Regions from separate parts of the Muntiacus reevesi genome. Here region 1 is linked to region 2. Evidence: chromatin contacts called from public Hi-C data. All regions are on one chromosome and are shown on one strand. The core of a region is the stretch at or near the end of the contact, and the rest is flanking DNA. Distances in the headings are between cores, read along the strand shown.

Evidence for each region. A called contact is a pair of places that touch in the nucleus more often than the background predicts.
Region 1: a contact with region 2 is called in a Hi-C map of muscle, with 2.4 times the contacts expected there. The contact joins the promoter of UBP1 here to the promoter of GLB1 in region 2. A contact is called at or near these places in 2 of 3 Hi-C or Micro-C datasets (blood and muscle).

The regions. Positions count from the first base shown.
Region 1 is chr4:67,616,894-67,623,906 of mMunRee1.1, reverse strand. It overlaps UBP1 (upstream binding protein 1), which reads left to right and starts at 1,961. Exons shown (of 17, transcript XM_065932932.1): 1 at 1,961-2,029; 2 at 2,425-2,616. The coding sequence starts at 2,504.
Region 2 is chr4:67,344,646-67,351,817 of mMunRee1.1, reverse strand. It overlaps GLB1 (galactosidase beta 1), which reads left to right and starts at 1,782. Exons shown (of 16, transcript XM_065932930.1): 1 at 1,782-1,930. The coding sequence starts at 1,859. It overlaps TMPPE (transmembrane protein with metallophosphoesterase domain), which reads left to right and starts at 2,111. Exons shown (of 2, transcript XM_065932942.1): 1 at 2,111-2,225; 2 at 4,017-7,172. The coding sequence starts at 4,125. The coding sequence ends at 5,459.

The DNA of each region.
Region 1 (7,013 bases), core at 712-3,211, 270 kb before region 2:
CCCATCAATCTGATTCTGTGGCTGCTTGACTAATAGAATACAATGTAGAATAAAGATTCTGTATCAGTTTCTGGTCCCAGGCCTTAAGTGTTAAGGGGAAAAAAACCGATGATAATTGTTAAAGATGGACGGACCATGATTATAGGTACAGGGACCACGGCAAAGGAATTTTGCAGTTGGGGAGACTGGGCTCAACAGGACTGAAATCAAAGTGTTAGTCAGTCAGTTGTGTCCAACTCTTTGCAACCCCATGGACTGTAGCCCGCCAGGCTCCTCTGTCCATGGAATTCACCAGGCAAGAATACTGGAGTGGGTAGCCATTCCTTTCTCCGAGGGATCTTCCCAACCCAGGGATTGAACTTGGGTCTTGTACATTACAGGGAGAGTCTTTACCATCTGAGTCACCTGGGAAGCCCCAAAATAGATGTAATATCTAGAGCTGTGACAGCCATCTTGAGACGTGTGTGCTCAGTCATGTCTGACTCTTCAGTGCAAGGAGTATCCCACCAGGCTCCTCTGCCCATGGAATTTTCCAGGCAGTGGGGTGCCATTTCCTACTCTAGGGGATCTTCCCAACTCAAGGATTGAAACTGCACCTCATGCTTCTCCTGCATTGGCAGATGGATTCTTTACCACTAGCGCCACCTGGAAAGCCCAAGGAGACTGAGCTCAACCCACATACAGCAAATTCTCTAAATGGGAATTTAAAGCCAAGGAGGAGGGCAGAGGTCAGCGGATGGAAAATTGCTAAGAGGAAACATAAAAGGTAAGGGGGTTTCTGGTTGAACCCACCTAATAGATTTCTTGTTGAAGGCAGGCAAGAGTGATCAGATATTACCTAGGTGATGGTGGAGACTAAGGAATCTGATCAGATACAGAAATAAAGAGTTCCTAAAATGACTCCTTCCTGCTAGACCTGAATTTTACAGATAGGACAGGAGAAGATTGGGAGCCTGACTCAAGTTCGCTCAAGCAAAGAATCTTTGTCCTAAAACACCAGTAACTTCTACTTGTCTTTTGGAACTTGCCTTTGGATTCCAGCTGCCGAGCTGTATGGATGTCAAGACCACACGGAAAGTCCACATGTAGGTATTTCAACAGCCCAACTGAGGTCCGGGTCCACAGTCAGCATCAGCAATAGACATGAATATGGGTATCCTTGACTCGACAGGAAAGACCCTGGATGGGAATACCCCTATGACCAGTGAACTCCAGAGCCATAAACAGTAACAACAGCATAACAGCCTGAGACCGAACTCCTCCTTTAACTCAAGCTCGCCAAACTGCTCAGGGTAGTTAGTAGTCGAGATAACTTTCCGGAGCCCTTTCTCGGGAGCATTGATTGGCTTGCACTCACGTCAGTCAAGACTTTCTGCCTAACGGGTCGTTCAGCCCCCAGAGAGGGAGTTGAACAGCCAATAGTCCGCTAATGGCTAAGACGCCTAACCCATTTCGCCATCTATAGAGTGGGCAAAACCCAGAAACTACCCACAAAGACCACATGAGATCAAAACACCTCCAGAAGTGGGGTTTAGGGCGGCTTCCTCCAGTACGGCCCAATAAATTCTCTCTTTTGGCAGCAAATTCAGTCCTAGAACCCGCCCAAGAGGAAGAAGATTTTGATTGGTGGTTTAGTAGAGAGGCACGGGGACTCACGGGAGCCTCGATCAGGCGCTTGCCATTATTGTTCAGGTCGCCTGTCAATCAGCCTGCCTTTCGGGATTTGCGGAAACGGGCGGCCCTTTGGCTCCGCCTCTTCCCGGGCTGGCGTGCAGGGAGGCCGCCAGGCCGCGGAGGCTGGGAACCTGCCGTGTGGGCGGGGCCGCACGACTCTGCCCCACGCTTCCCTCACAGCTAAGTGTCGGGAGTGCCCCGAAACCCCGGGCGGTGCGGGGCGGGCCTGGCCCGGGGCGAGCGCGGGGGCGGGGCCGCGGCCGGGGCGGGGCCGCGGGAGGCGGAAGCGGCGAGCGAGCTCGAGTCGGAGCCTCGTAGAAACCAGCCTTCGGGCCGGCGGTGCGGCGTCGGCGGGGTGGGCCGGGGCGGCGGGGCGCTCGAGCCGGGGCGGGCGGGCCGAGGGCCGGGGGGTCGAGGCCGGTGGTAGGGTGACGGGCGGGCCGCGCTCCGGCTCCCGCGCGTTCCCGGGGAGGATGCGACCGGGGGCCTCGGGGCGGGGCGGGCGGCGGCAGCGGCGGCGCTAGCGCTAGCGGCGCAGGGGGTGGGCGGCGGCGGCGGCATGAGGCGCGGGGCCGGCGCCCGCGGGAGGGAGGCGCTGCCGGCGGCCCGGCCGCTCCCGCTGCAGCTGCTCGCCGGGCTCGCCGTGCCCTGCCCGCGCGGCCCCGGCTGTTCTCATCCCGGCCGCCGCCCGGGCCGCTGCTGGTGACCACTCGCCGCTCCGCCGGAGGCTTCACCCGCGCCCTCCCTCAGGACGCGCCCGCGGAGCTCCGGCCCCTGCGCCCCGCTCGCGGAGACCGCGCCGCGCGCCGGGCGGCGGCGAGGCCGGAAGATGGCCTGGGTGCTCAAGATGGACGAGGTGATAGAGTCCGGGCTGGTGCACGACTTCGACGCCAGCCTCTCGGGCATCGGGCAGGAGCTGGGCGCCGGCGCCTACAGCATGAGGTACCAGTGCCCGGGGGCGGGCGGGCGGAAGCCTCCGTCTCCTTGGGAAGGGCCTGCACGACCCTGGGCCTCTGCCCGCGCCATGGAGCCCCGCGGGCCTCTGCCCACCGCGGTGGCGGGCGACGGAGGGCGGCCCCGCAGGCTTCGGCCCCGCGGGCCGCTCCTGAGGGCTACAGTTTTGCTGTAAAATACGCCCCGCTGTTAGAATGACTCGAGTTGGGGGAAGGGGCTGCCTCGCCTTGGCAAATGATTTACAAGCCACTTATAACTGGAATAAGGTGTGCGAAATGGTAGGGCTTGTGTTGGGAAACACTCTCCAAGGTTTTGGTATCAGTTCCTACTCTGTTCTACATTGTGGTCTTTCCTGGTTACAAATTTTAATCTCTTGTTATTCCCATAGTAAGTATATCATAACTGGAAGTATCTGCATGGGAGAAATAGCACTTTAACTTAGGTTCTGTTGTTTTTTATTGTCTCAAAGTGAGGTTTTTTTTTCATTGAGGGGTAATACCCTCCGAGGCTGTTTCCTTTTGAACAAGGCTTGAGGATGCACTGATTACACCACAAAAACAAGAGTTTGTTTAGTCTCTGCTCTCTGTACAAGCAGCCGTTCGTTTAGTTTAATTTTGAGAGGTATGAAACACATCTGAGCTTAGCCTCTTGCCTTGATCCTGAAGAAAATTCGCTTGTTTTTTTCCTACCAGTTTGGTAGCTCTGTTTTTATTTTGTAGCACTTTTTATGGAAAAACAGTGTGCATACTATACATTCATCCGATTGAAGTGTAGATTTCAGTGGTTAGGCAAGCTTTTCCTTGGTGCGAATTAAGTGAGATTTTCCATAGATGGTCTTTAACGCCTGGTGTCTTGAAAGTGCTGTCCAATTTCTCACTGCAGCTCTAGGGGAAGGACAGAAAGAATGAAAAGAAGAAAGCCTTCTGGGTCAGAGCAGGCCTCGAATGGTAGGGACTACTCCCTGAAATAATTCAGCTTTTCAATCTTCAAGGGAAACTCTGAGCTGAAAGGTGGAGATGGCTTGTAGGGTGTAGAAGCGCCTGGAGAAAAGCCTTCGGTCACCAGTCTGTGACCCTGACCTGATCTGTGCAGGTCTTCCTGAACTTGGCACTTCCTGTCTCTGCAGCTGTGCAGCCTGAGGGCTCTGGATGAGGTGGCTTATTTTCTAGAACAACTGTCTTAGTTGTTGAGGAAATTGAGCTCCTGAAAATCATAGGGTCACTCCTGTAGGCAGTACTAGAGGCACTGTTCCCTAGCGGGAACAGGAGCTATGGTGCTCCTGGAGACCCTGGACTTGCAGGCAAGGCAGAGAGCAGGTGAGGCAAATTCAGTGTCTATTCTCAATCAGGGTTAGTGAAGGTCTGCTGCTGAGAGCTTTGCTTATTGAGGGCTATTGTGAGCTGTTATTGAGAGACTTCTTTAGATTTCTAGAGTTCTGTTTGTTTCAGAACTAGATTCATTAGTTGGCCTTTTGTTTCAGCCAACTAATGAACATTTTGTTTGTGGCCTAGAAAGAGAATTTTGATATTAAGCCTTTTTACTACCTTGTTCTTTTAATGTCTGACATCTTTGTAATTCTGTGTCTTTAAACAACACTTTCCATGAGGAAACTTTTTTCCAGTGATTGTCTTCAGTTAGTGGTTCCATGGTGTATGTCTTTTACTCTGAATTTTCAAGTGTCTTTGAAGGCAAATACCACTTTTAAGGAGCCTGTTTATTTTTTTGGATTTATTTGGGTCCTCAAAATCTGAGAAGAGCCAGGAGACTACTTGCCTCTTGCAAATTCAAGGCTCTTCATTTGAAATACGAGCTTGGGCAGATTCCAAGATTGCCCTGATCTAGAGAAGGTCTGAAGAAAGCTTGGGGCTGTTGCAGACCTCCTTTGATGGCCCTTGTGCTTCCCATGCCTGGTCCTGTAGCTGGGAGTGCCCAAGCCTCTCTGCTCTGCAGGGCAGTGGCCTCCTTAGGCATCAGGAAAGCAGGACATGCCCGAGTTCCAGGGAGATAAGGCTTGTGATTTTTGTCTATTTCATTTCTTCTCTCAAGTTCAAGAAGTAAACTTGAGGTGCTCAACTTAAAATTACTGGAAAAGCGACTTCTTGATACAAATTTGCTCTGGAGTCAACTTTCCATTTTCAGAGTGAAGTCTGCTTACTGCATGTGCTTTTTAAATGCTTAAATCAAGAGGTATTTCTAAATACTTCTTGTAGGAAATGATTGCTTCAGCTTTGGGGGAAGACAGCATGAAGGAAACCTGTGGTTTCTCTCAATGGCCTGTTTTGAAATGTATGTTTGCATTAAACAATGTAGGCTGATAGTATTGGATTATGATGAGGCTAATTTCTGGTAAAATCCTTGCTTCTTCCCTTTTGTTCTCTACACTCCAATCTTCACTGTGTGTTTTTCTTCTGTGTGTAGCCAGTACCCCATTTGTATATAAGGGATAGGCTGCTGCAGATGCTGTTTGAAATGAGGCAGGTCATAAGTATTTTTTAAAATCTAAGTTACAGCATCAGAAGTCTAGAGATGGTCAGAGACCTTAGAAGGCTCATTGGCCAGCCCTGTTCTAAGTGAGTAAACCTAAGCTGGTAGATGTTAAAGTGATTGTTAGTAAAGTGATTGTCAGTGGCACTACCGTTTCAACAGAGGACTGAGTTTCCCCTCACTGAATGAAGGCTGAAACCCATTGTAACTTGAAATCTGGGTCATACATGTTCTGTGAAGTAAGGAGCAGATAACCAAAGGACTCGAAAAAGTAAAACTCAATAAAACTCTTCTAGTAAGTTCTTTTGGGCCACCTGGTAATTTTCATTCCATCTTAAGGGTTTGCAAAATATGTATAATTTATAGTAAGTTAATTTTCAAGATTTAAGGAATAATCTGAAAAAAATTTTTTAATGTGATCTCTTTATGCATAAAAACATTTTTGATACTAAATAATTCCCTCCAAAGAGCATTGGCCTGAGCTCTGTAAAACTTCACTATGGTTTAAATCTGTTTTGAAACAAAAGGTGTACTTTACATATATTCTCAATTGGGAGGTACATTTGTAGTTTATCAATAATTTGCTAAATCAAAACTGGTTTGAGATGAAGACAGATTTTCTGTACTGATTAAACAGTTAAAAGGTCAGTTTATAGACCCTAAGAGGAAATGGGAAAATTTCAACTTTGTGATCAGTGTTAAGTTAATTAATAAAAGATTACTGAGGATATATTTTACTATGTAACTACTAACAACTGATGGTTTTCTGTGGGTCTCATGCTAAAGCAGAAAGTTCTGGAGTGGATGACATTTCTTGGGAATATAGGAAGTTTTCAGAGTCAGTGAAATTTGAGAAATTTATTATGGTGGTACCTGAGACTACTTCCAGAATTGGCAATAATTTCTATAAAATTTTTCATTTCAAATTTCAAAAACTTTTTCTGGGTTTAATATTAAAGAATTCAGTAAATTGTTGGTTAAAAAAAGATATTTCAGAGTATAGTGTCCACATTGGACTTTATAATTAATAACTAAATTATAATCAAATTCACTTAATTAAATAAAATTCATTACTCTAAAGCAGGGATTGGCAAAGTTTTTCTATAAAAGGCCAGATAGCAAATATTTAAGGCTTTGTAGGCTGGAGGATCTCTGTCACTCTATTTTGTTTGTTTACAACCTTTTAAAAAATATAAAAGCAATTCTTAGGTCCTGGTTGTACAAAAACAGGCCAGCTGAGTTTGGCCTTTGGGCTGTAGCTAGTTGACCCCTGCTCTAAAGGATAGATTCTAATAATATACCTTGATTGCCTTGGAGAAACATTTGCTGAGTATTGAAACCTTATATTCGAAAAGTAATATTTATGTAGACTGACCATTCACTCAGCTAATTTATACATAGCCTATTGTTTGTCCATAGATTTCATTGTGCTCAATTTTTAAAATCAGGCGGTCCCCTCTCTCCCCTAAGAGTAACTTCAGTACAGTTTGTGTCCTTCATTCAGTGTTGTTTGAAACTTGGTGTTTTATTGATATAGTCTCATAATTTGATGTGTTTCATCAGAGTAACACTTGACAGTTTTCCAGGACAACCTAAATGTTTACTTTCGGTGGAAAGGCAAAAAAAGATGTTTGATCCTTTTTTTGTTGTTGTTGTAGGTTCTGTCACTGAATTTAGAAGTTCTCTCGTTTTTGTTTTGCTTGCTTTGGAACATATCTGATAGATGGAGGTGAAACTGTTCTGTGCTGAATCTTGGTAGTAGAGTCTTTGTGTTTTAAACTTCGTGCGTTTATGAGTTAGGATTTACAAGTTCAAATAGTGTAGAGAGCTAACATCTACACTTTACCCAGCATCTCCTACTTCCATAATCAGAGTACAGTTTTCAAAACTGCCTTGGTACA
Region 2 (7,172 bases), core at 533-3,032:
ATCCCCTAACCTTATACTGTTACTGTTAACCTCAAGTCTCAAGTTAACAATATGGGCTTCCCTAGCGGTTCAGTGTTAAAGAATCTGCCTGCAATGTAGGAGATTTGGGTTCCATCCCTGGGTGGGGAAGATTCCCTGGAGCAGGAAAATGGCAACCTAGTCCAGGTTCCTTGCCTGGGAAATCCCAAGGACAGAGAAGCCTGGTGGACTACAGTCCCTGCAGTCACAAAGAGTCGGACACAACTTAGCGACTAAACCATCAGCAAGTGAATATATTTAACATGAGTGCATTTTGTAGTGTTGGGGCCAGTGTGAGGAAAGCAGGAGAGACTCCACCTTGAAGCCTGTCATCCATCTTAAAGACAGGATGTAAACTGGGCCTGAATCCTGCCCAAGAATGAGAAAACCATTGCTAATGAAAACCAGGTCCCCTGGAGACTTTCCTCCCTACAGATGGCAAAGGAAGACTGTAGTTGACTCAGGCTGCCCCTGTTAGATTAACCATGGAGATATCCCCCATTGATGTATAATCATTGTTCCCCCCCTTTAACCTTAATTGTTTGTTCTTCTAGCACCTACTTGTTGTAAAACTCAGTCATACACAACAAAGAGGTTGCTAACTTGTAACCACTCCCGTGGTGGGGGTGGGGGTGGGGAGCATTATAAAACTGGGCCTCTGGGAAACATCAAGGTCCTTGTTGGGAACTGATTCCCCTTGGACCTGCTGGCATAATAAATGGCACTTCACATTGTCTTGTGTCCTTTGAGGTGTGTTTCCGTGATTCCGGATTCCACAACAGTAGAATGTTAACGTAATTCAATAAAGCTGGAAAATATGTATACATACATTTGAAAGCGATTTCCCTAAACCCGCCTTCCTCTGAGACTCAGTTTTGATTAAAGTTGATTAAAGTGCAGCAATGCAAAGGGGGGATTTGCAGAGAGTTTTGGCAACCAGGTAGGAAAAGACAAGTTCAGGTTCAGATCTAGGGGTAACCAGCAGTCCTGGACTGGTTAACTCACAGTAGAGTCTCCCTTTCCCCAAGTGTAAAAAAGAGATCATACTAGATATTTTATTCTACTTGACAGACCTGTTTGCATTACAGGGATGTTGAGTGGCTTAAAAGCAAAACTGAAAGATGGGAGCCGTTGGTACTCTTATCTCTCAAAATCCAGCATGAAATAAAAATTCCGCAGACCCGGGTGCCTTGAGGGTAGGCATTCCTGAAGATTTTGCCACAGTTGAACCACACCTTTTAATGTATCAGTAACCTGGAATAATGGTTCTCAAGCTTTGCGTGCTGTCAGAATGACCTGGAGGGTTGTAAAAATAGATTTCTGGACCCTATCCCTAGGGTTTCTTGGGCGAGGCCTTGTTCCTTCCAATTCTAACACGTACCAGATAGAAGACTGGTTCAGGGACCACACTTGGCGGACCCCTGGATGTTTTCCAGACTGCCCCTATGAAGGGCTGAGGATCCATCTAGTCCACTTAGGTCTATCTGGCCCGTTTCTGTCGTGTCCAGGGAGCCGGGAAGCAAGGAGACCCTTGTTAAGGTCCAAACCCGAGGTGCGTTATCAAGCTGCTGACAGCGAGTACTCCTGAGTGTCTTTGCAAAAGGTTCCTCCCTCCGGCGGAGGCCGGCCGGGGTCAGATAACACTGCCCTGGAGTCACGCGGCCGCGCGTGGCCCCAGGCACTCGCCTGCCCCGGCTCCGGGCTCCGCGGCTGCGGCGGCGGGCCGGGGCGGGGCGCGGGGCGGGGCCGGCGCGGGGCGGGGCCAGGCCCCGGTCCTCGGTCAAGTGACGCCGACCGGCTGCCCGGGCTGACTGCGGAGCCGAGAGGCCCGAGAGTGGACATGCCGGGGGTCGTTCGCCTCCTCGCCCTGCAGCTGGTGCCGCTGCTGCTGGGCTCTGCGCATGGTTTGCACGTAAGTCCACAGGACCCCCGCGCACAAATGATGAATCGGGGGAAGGCTGGCGGGGAACCGGGCTGGGGCTGCGGCCACCTGGGGCCCCGCAGGGCGGAGGTCCTGGGACCCCGAGGCACGCCCGGGCCCGCCCGGCTCCCGGGGAAGCTCAGGCAGTGGGCCGGCCTTCCCGTCGGGGCCGGGCGGGGCGGGGCGCGCGTCCTTACCAGCAGCTCTGTCGCTCGTGAGTTCCGCTCCTGCCGCCTCTGTCGCCGAGAGCCACTTCCTTATCGGTGCAACCAAGGGCTGAGATGAGGTGCTTTCCAGCTTTGCGGGTTTCCGGGAGTGGGATTCTGAGCTGTGCGCGTTCTTGGAGGGCGCCGGAGGCTCGGGCTTGGCGCGCCTCGCTTGCCTGCGCTCTGCGGTGCGCTCCGGAAGGAGAATAGTGGGGTCAAGAGAGGCCCCGGCAATGGGAACATTGGATTAATTACCTTCGGGGTGTTCTCTTTGAGGACGTCTCTTGCCCGTGTCGCCACTTCCCTCCGCCTACTTTTAAAACTTGGATTTTTCAAAGCTTCAGCGTTTGACGGTGGGCAAGGGGCAGGCTGCAGGTGGCCGCCAGCGCTGCTAGAGGGAGGTCTGGCCGGGCGAGGTGTGTGCTGGGGAGGGGGCGGGGAAGGGGGGGAGTCGTGCACAACTGCGAGAGGACAGCCTCAGTCCGCCCGGCAGAGCTAAGGTAGGGACCGAGGGAACTCGGGGTCGCTCCTGTGCAGGTCAGCATCCTGGCTTTGGAAAGGTGGGGGTGGGGAGATCTGAGCTGGGAGATGAGAGCGGGGACCTGAAACGGGCGCCTTTCTCTCTGCACTTTACGGGAACTAATTTTGGTTCCTCCAGAGTTCCGGTGGGCTGAGTCTGGGGCTTGTTTTATAAGTAGAAGCTGGTGAACTTGACTTGCAAATTACACCTTCTGATAAGAGGCTTTTTAATAAAGTGCCTAGAACAGAAACAAGAAAAAAAGGCCTACATTTATCTAAAAGCAAGATTGAGAATCTTACTTGGAAAGCAACTGCTGAAAATATTTTCGTTTGGGGTCTTAATGGGAAAAGGTCACCTCAAATGAATATTTGCTAACCTTTGTCTATCCAGGTCTGTAGTTCCCTTGCACAGTTTTTTTTTTGTCTGGGAGCCAGCCAGCTAGGAGAACCAACCAGGAGACTGGCTCCACCCCAGGAATCTTTATGTCAGTTGCCTCAGTTCCCCTCCTTGGCCTACAGCTAAAAAAAATACCAGCAGACTAGCTTTCCATGGCTTCCTGGTTTACACTTTAGAACAGCGGTTCTCAAACTGTAACTGTCTTAGGAGTTAGACCATTTAAAACTATATGTTAATAAACAATATATATTTTTAAAAAGTAAGTTGTTCTCTCCAGTTTTTAGGGCACAAAGTGACATTGTACATTTTTGTAAATCTCTTTCATGTCTTTTTTGTTTTTAGAGATTAGACTTTGTTTTTTTCAAACTTGACTTTTTATTTTGTATTGAGGTATAGCTGATTAACAGTGTTATGGTAGTTTCAGGTGAATAGTCAAGGGACTCAGCCGTACATATACATGGATCCATTCATGTCTGTCTTAATAGACGACTGTTGAATGCTCGTAGCTACTTCTGCATTCAGTTTTGCCATATCACATGTCATGTAACCTCTGGAAACCACTGTACACTCATGAGAGAATGGTTATGGCTTAGTACTGTTTTTGAAAACAGTCAGTGGACACCCCCCACCCGTTTCCCCCCAACGCCAACAGCCAGAGGGTCTCCCTGGACCACACTTTGAGAACCGCTGATTTAGAATAATGTTTTTCTTATTATAAAAGTTCATATACATGTTGTGGAAATACTTGAAACACTCAGAAAACTGTAAGAGAGTGAAACTGCCCAACCTGTTACAATCGGGTGTGTTTGTAGTTCACTAATAAAGTCTAGCAACTGACTGGTACTTGAGTGGCTTGGATTCAAGGCTGGTTGGGCAGATGTAAGTGGCCTTCAGGTTTTGACAGGGGACAAGAAAGCTCTCATATCACAAAGCTGACGCCGGTTCCTGGTTGCAGGCGGAGCTGACCTGGAAACCTGTCCTTGGCCACTGTCCTATCTAAGGAACTCACCTTCCAGAGCTCGCACGCACAGAGCTGGCGGGTGTCCGCTTAGGAGCAGAGGCAATGGCGATCTTCAGGCAGCTGTCCCTGGGCGCAAAGGCCGCCCTGGCTGCCGGCACTGTCTTCGTGTCCATGGTTGTCTCCCGGTCCTACCTGGCGGAGAGCCTGGAGTTCAGGGCCTGGCGATGCCTGTTCCGCCTGCAGCTCGCCCTGTTTGCCAACTCGCTCATGCTCCTCGGCTCCATCTACATCTGGCGTAGCACCATCAGCAATCTCAGGCATTCCCCGGCTGCAGAGTCAGCCTGCTTCCAGCTCTGGAAGATGATCGTCGCGGCCTTCCTGGCCCTGGCGCATTCCAGCTTCTTCACCATGATCTTTCTAGTGGCCGAGGAGCCCTATCTCTTTTCCCTGGTTGCCTACACCTGCCTTGGGGCGTATGTCATCATGCTCTGCTTCCTCTGTGTCCTCAGCGGCATGGAGCAGGCCTACCAGCTCCTGGCCTGGCGTGCCGGCAGGGCGGTGGGCAGCCTTGACAAGACCAGGAAGCTGGCCCTCCGGCCGGCACTGGTGGTGGTGGTGACCACGGTGCTCAGCGTGGTGGGGCTGCTGAACGCCGCCCAGCCCCCAGCGGTGACCACTGTGGAGGTGCCCATGCATCGGCTGCACCCCTCCATGAACACCCTCAAGATCGTGCTTCTCTCGGACATCCACCTGGGCCCCACGGTGGGCAGGACCAAGATGGACATGTTTGTAAGGATGGTGAACACGCTGGAGCCGGATGTCACGGTGATCGTGGGCGACCTGTGTGATTCCGAAGCCTCTGTCCTGCGCACGGCTGTGGCTCCTCTGGGCCAGCTGCGTTCACGCCTGGGCACCTACTTCGTCACAGGCAATCACGAGTACTACACGTCAGATGTCAGCAACTGGTTTGCACTGCTGATGTCCCTGAACGTCCAGCCCCTCCACAATGAGAACGTGAGGATTTCTGCCACCGGGGCCCACAGTGAGGATGACGACTGGATCTGCCTGGCTGGGGTGGACGACATTGAAGCCAACATCCTGCACTACACTGGCCATGGCATGGACCTGGAGAAGGCCCTGGAGGGCTGCAGCCCGGATCACCCCACCATCTTGCTAGCTCACCAGCCCCTGGCTGCCAAGAGAGCCCTCCAGGCCCGGCCAGATATTAACCTGATCCTTTCTGGGCACACGCATGCTGGGCAGATCTTCCCCTTGAATGTGGCAGCCTATCTCCTGAACCCCTTCTTTGCTGGTCTCTACCAGGTGGCCGAGTCTACATTTGTATATGTGAGCCCAGGCACGGCCTATTATGGGATACCCATGCGTCTGGGCAGCAGGGCAGAAATTACTCAGCTCATCCTGCGGCCTGCCCCCTGACCCCACCCCTGCCTGCCCCCCGCGCACCTGCCTCCTCGATGCCCTTGTCCTCTGTCCCCATCCCTCTGCAGGGCAGGCCACCCATCTACCCCCTCTAGCCGCCCCTGCCAACCCACACTTGTCACAAGACTGGCTGGCCCCGTGATCTCTGCTGAGGCTGCCTGGCAAGTCCAGGGAGGTTAACTCTGCAGATGACCACCTGCTTTTTCATACGCATTTGTGAGGCCACTCAAGTAACATGTGTAAGGACGGGCATCTATTTTCCAAAAGATGTGGAGTAAGCCCTTCTCTGCAGAACTCACAAGGATGTCCTGAAAACAGGGGTTGCTGAATAGCGATGCCTCTGGCAAGTGGAACAGGGAAGGGACTCTTGGTGTTCTAAAAATCTTCTTTTGAGCCTAAGCAATTTCCAGAAATCAGTGATCCTGAGCTTTCTGGGGAAGGGGCAGTGGGGCTAGGTAATCTGGGAGAACAGGCAAGATGGAGGCCCCTCTGGCTGCTGGAAAGAAGGTTTACTTTTCCCTCTTGGTTCTATCAGAGTCACCTTTACTGAGAGTACCAGCCAAACCATCTGGAATACAGGGTCCCTCCTGTTCCTCTGGGCCCTGATTGATGCTCTCTAACTGGCTGCTGGACCTTTGGGATTGGGGGTGGAGTGGAGGGATGTGAGCACTGCAAGATGAAGGTCATGGTGCTGCTGCCTAGAATTCAGAGGGTGTTTGCCAACCTTGACTCCATTTGTATTACAACACTCGGATGGAGTGATTAGGGACAGGCAACTTGCCCTTGCTGAGCGATGAGGAAACGAAGGCAAAGGGAAGTTAGGGCACTGGCAACACTCAAAGTTTGTGGGAGATTCTGGGCTGAGAACCAGGTTTCTGCCTCCCAACAGAAGTGTTCTTCCCACTGCCTGAATCCTTACAGGTGAGAATGGGATTCAAACACAAGTAACAGTATCGAGAAGGGCCTGGAACCTGATGTCCTTTCCAAGTGCTCTCCTTGAGGCTGATTTCAGTTCATCATCACTACGTGGGCCGGCCCTGGAAGGGGGTTAGACAGTTTCAGTGCAGGGCAACTGGTGCATGGGAGGGACAGCCAGGAAACTGAAGACCACACCCTCCACCCCGGGTTGGGGTAAGAAATGGAGGTTCGGTTTGCACCCTCCCAATGCGGAGGTTAAGGCTTGCATCGGGAGTGGCCAGGGCCTTTCCTCCCTGGGGGTCCTGGCTTTGGGATGCTGGGCTATCTTTCCTCTCCAGCTGAACCCATCAGAGTTACCCTTGCGCTTTGGTCATGGAACCAGAAGGCCATCCCTGTGCTGGATCCACAGAAAAAGAGGCAGGGGTCAATATGTCTGGAGCAGCCCTGACCCCACTGGCTGGCCTCTGTGCCAGAGACAGGGGACCCTGTGACCCCGTGACCCCGGGCTAGCAGTAAATCCTGATAGAAAAGGCCTCAGTGGGAATCCTTCTGTGATCTCTGCCCCGGGGGCAGGCAGGGTGGGGGACACTCCTCACCTTCCTGCTCACTTGTCAGGCAGCATTGGGCAAACTTGACGTCACTGAGCCTCAGTTTCCCTCACCCTGAAATGGGGATAATTACTGTGTGTACCTCAAGATTGTTTTGAGGGAAGGGTATTAAAACATGCTGCAAAACAAAAACACAAAACACATGCTGCAACAGTTGCCAGCGCTAGGTCACAAGGAAGCACTT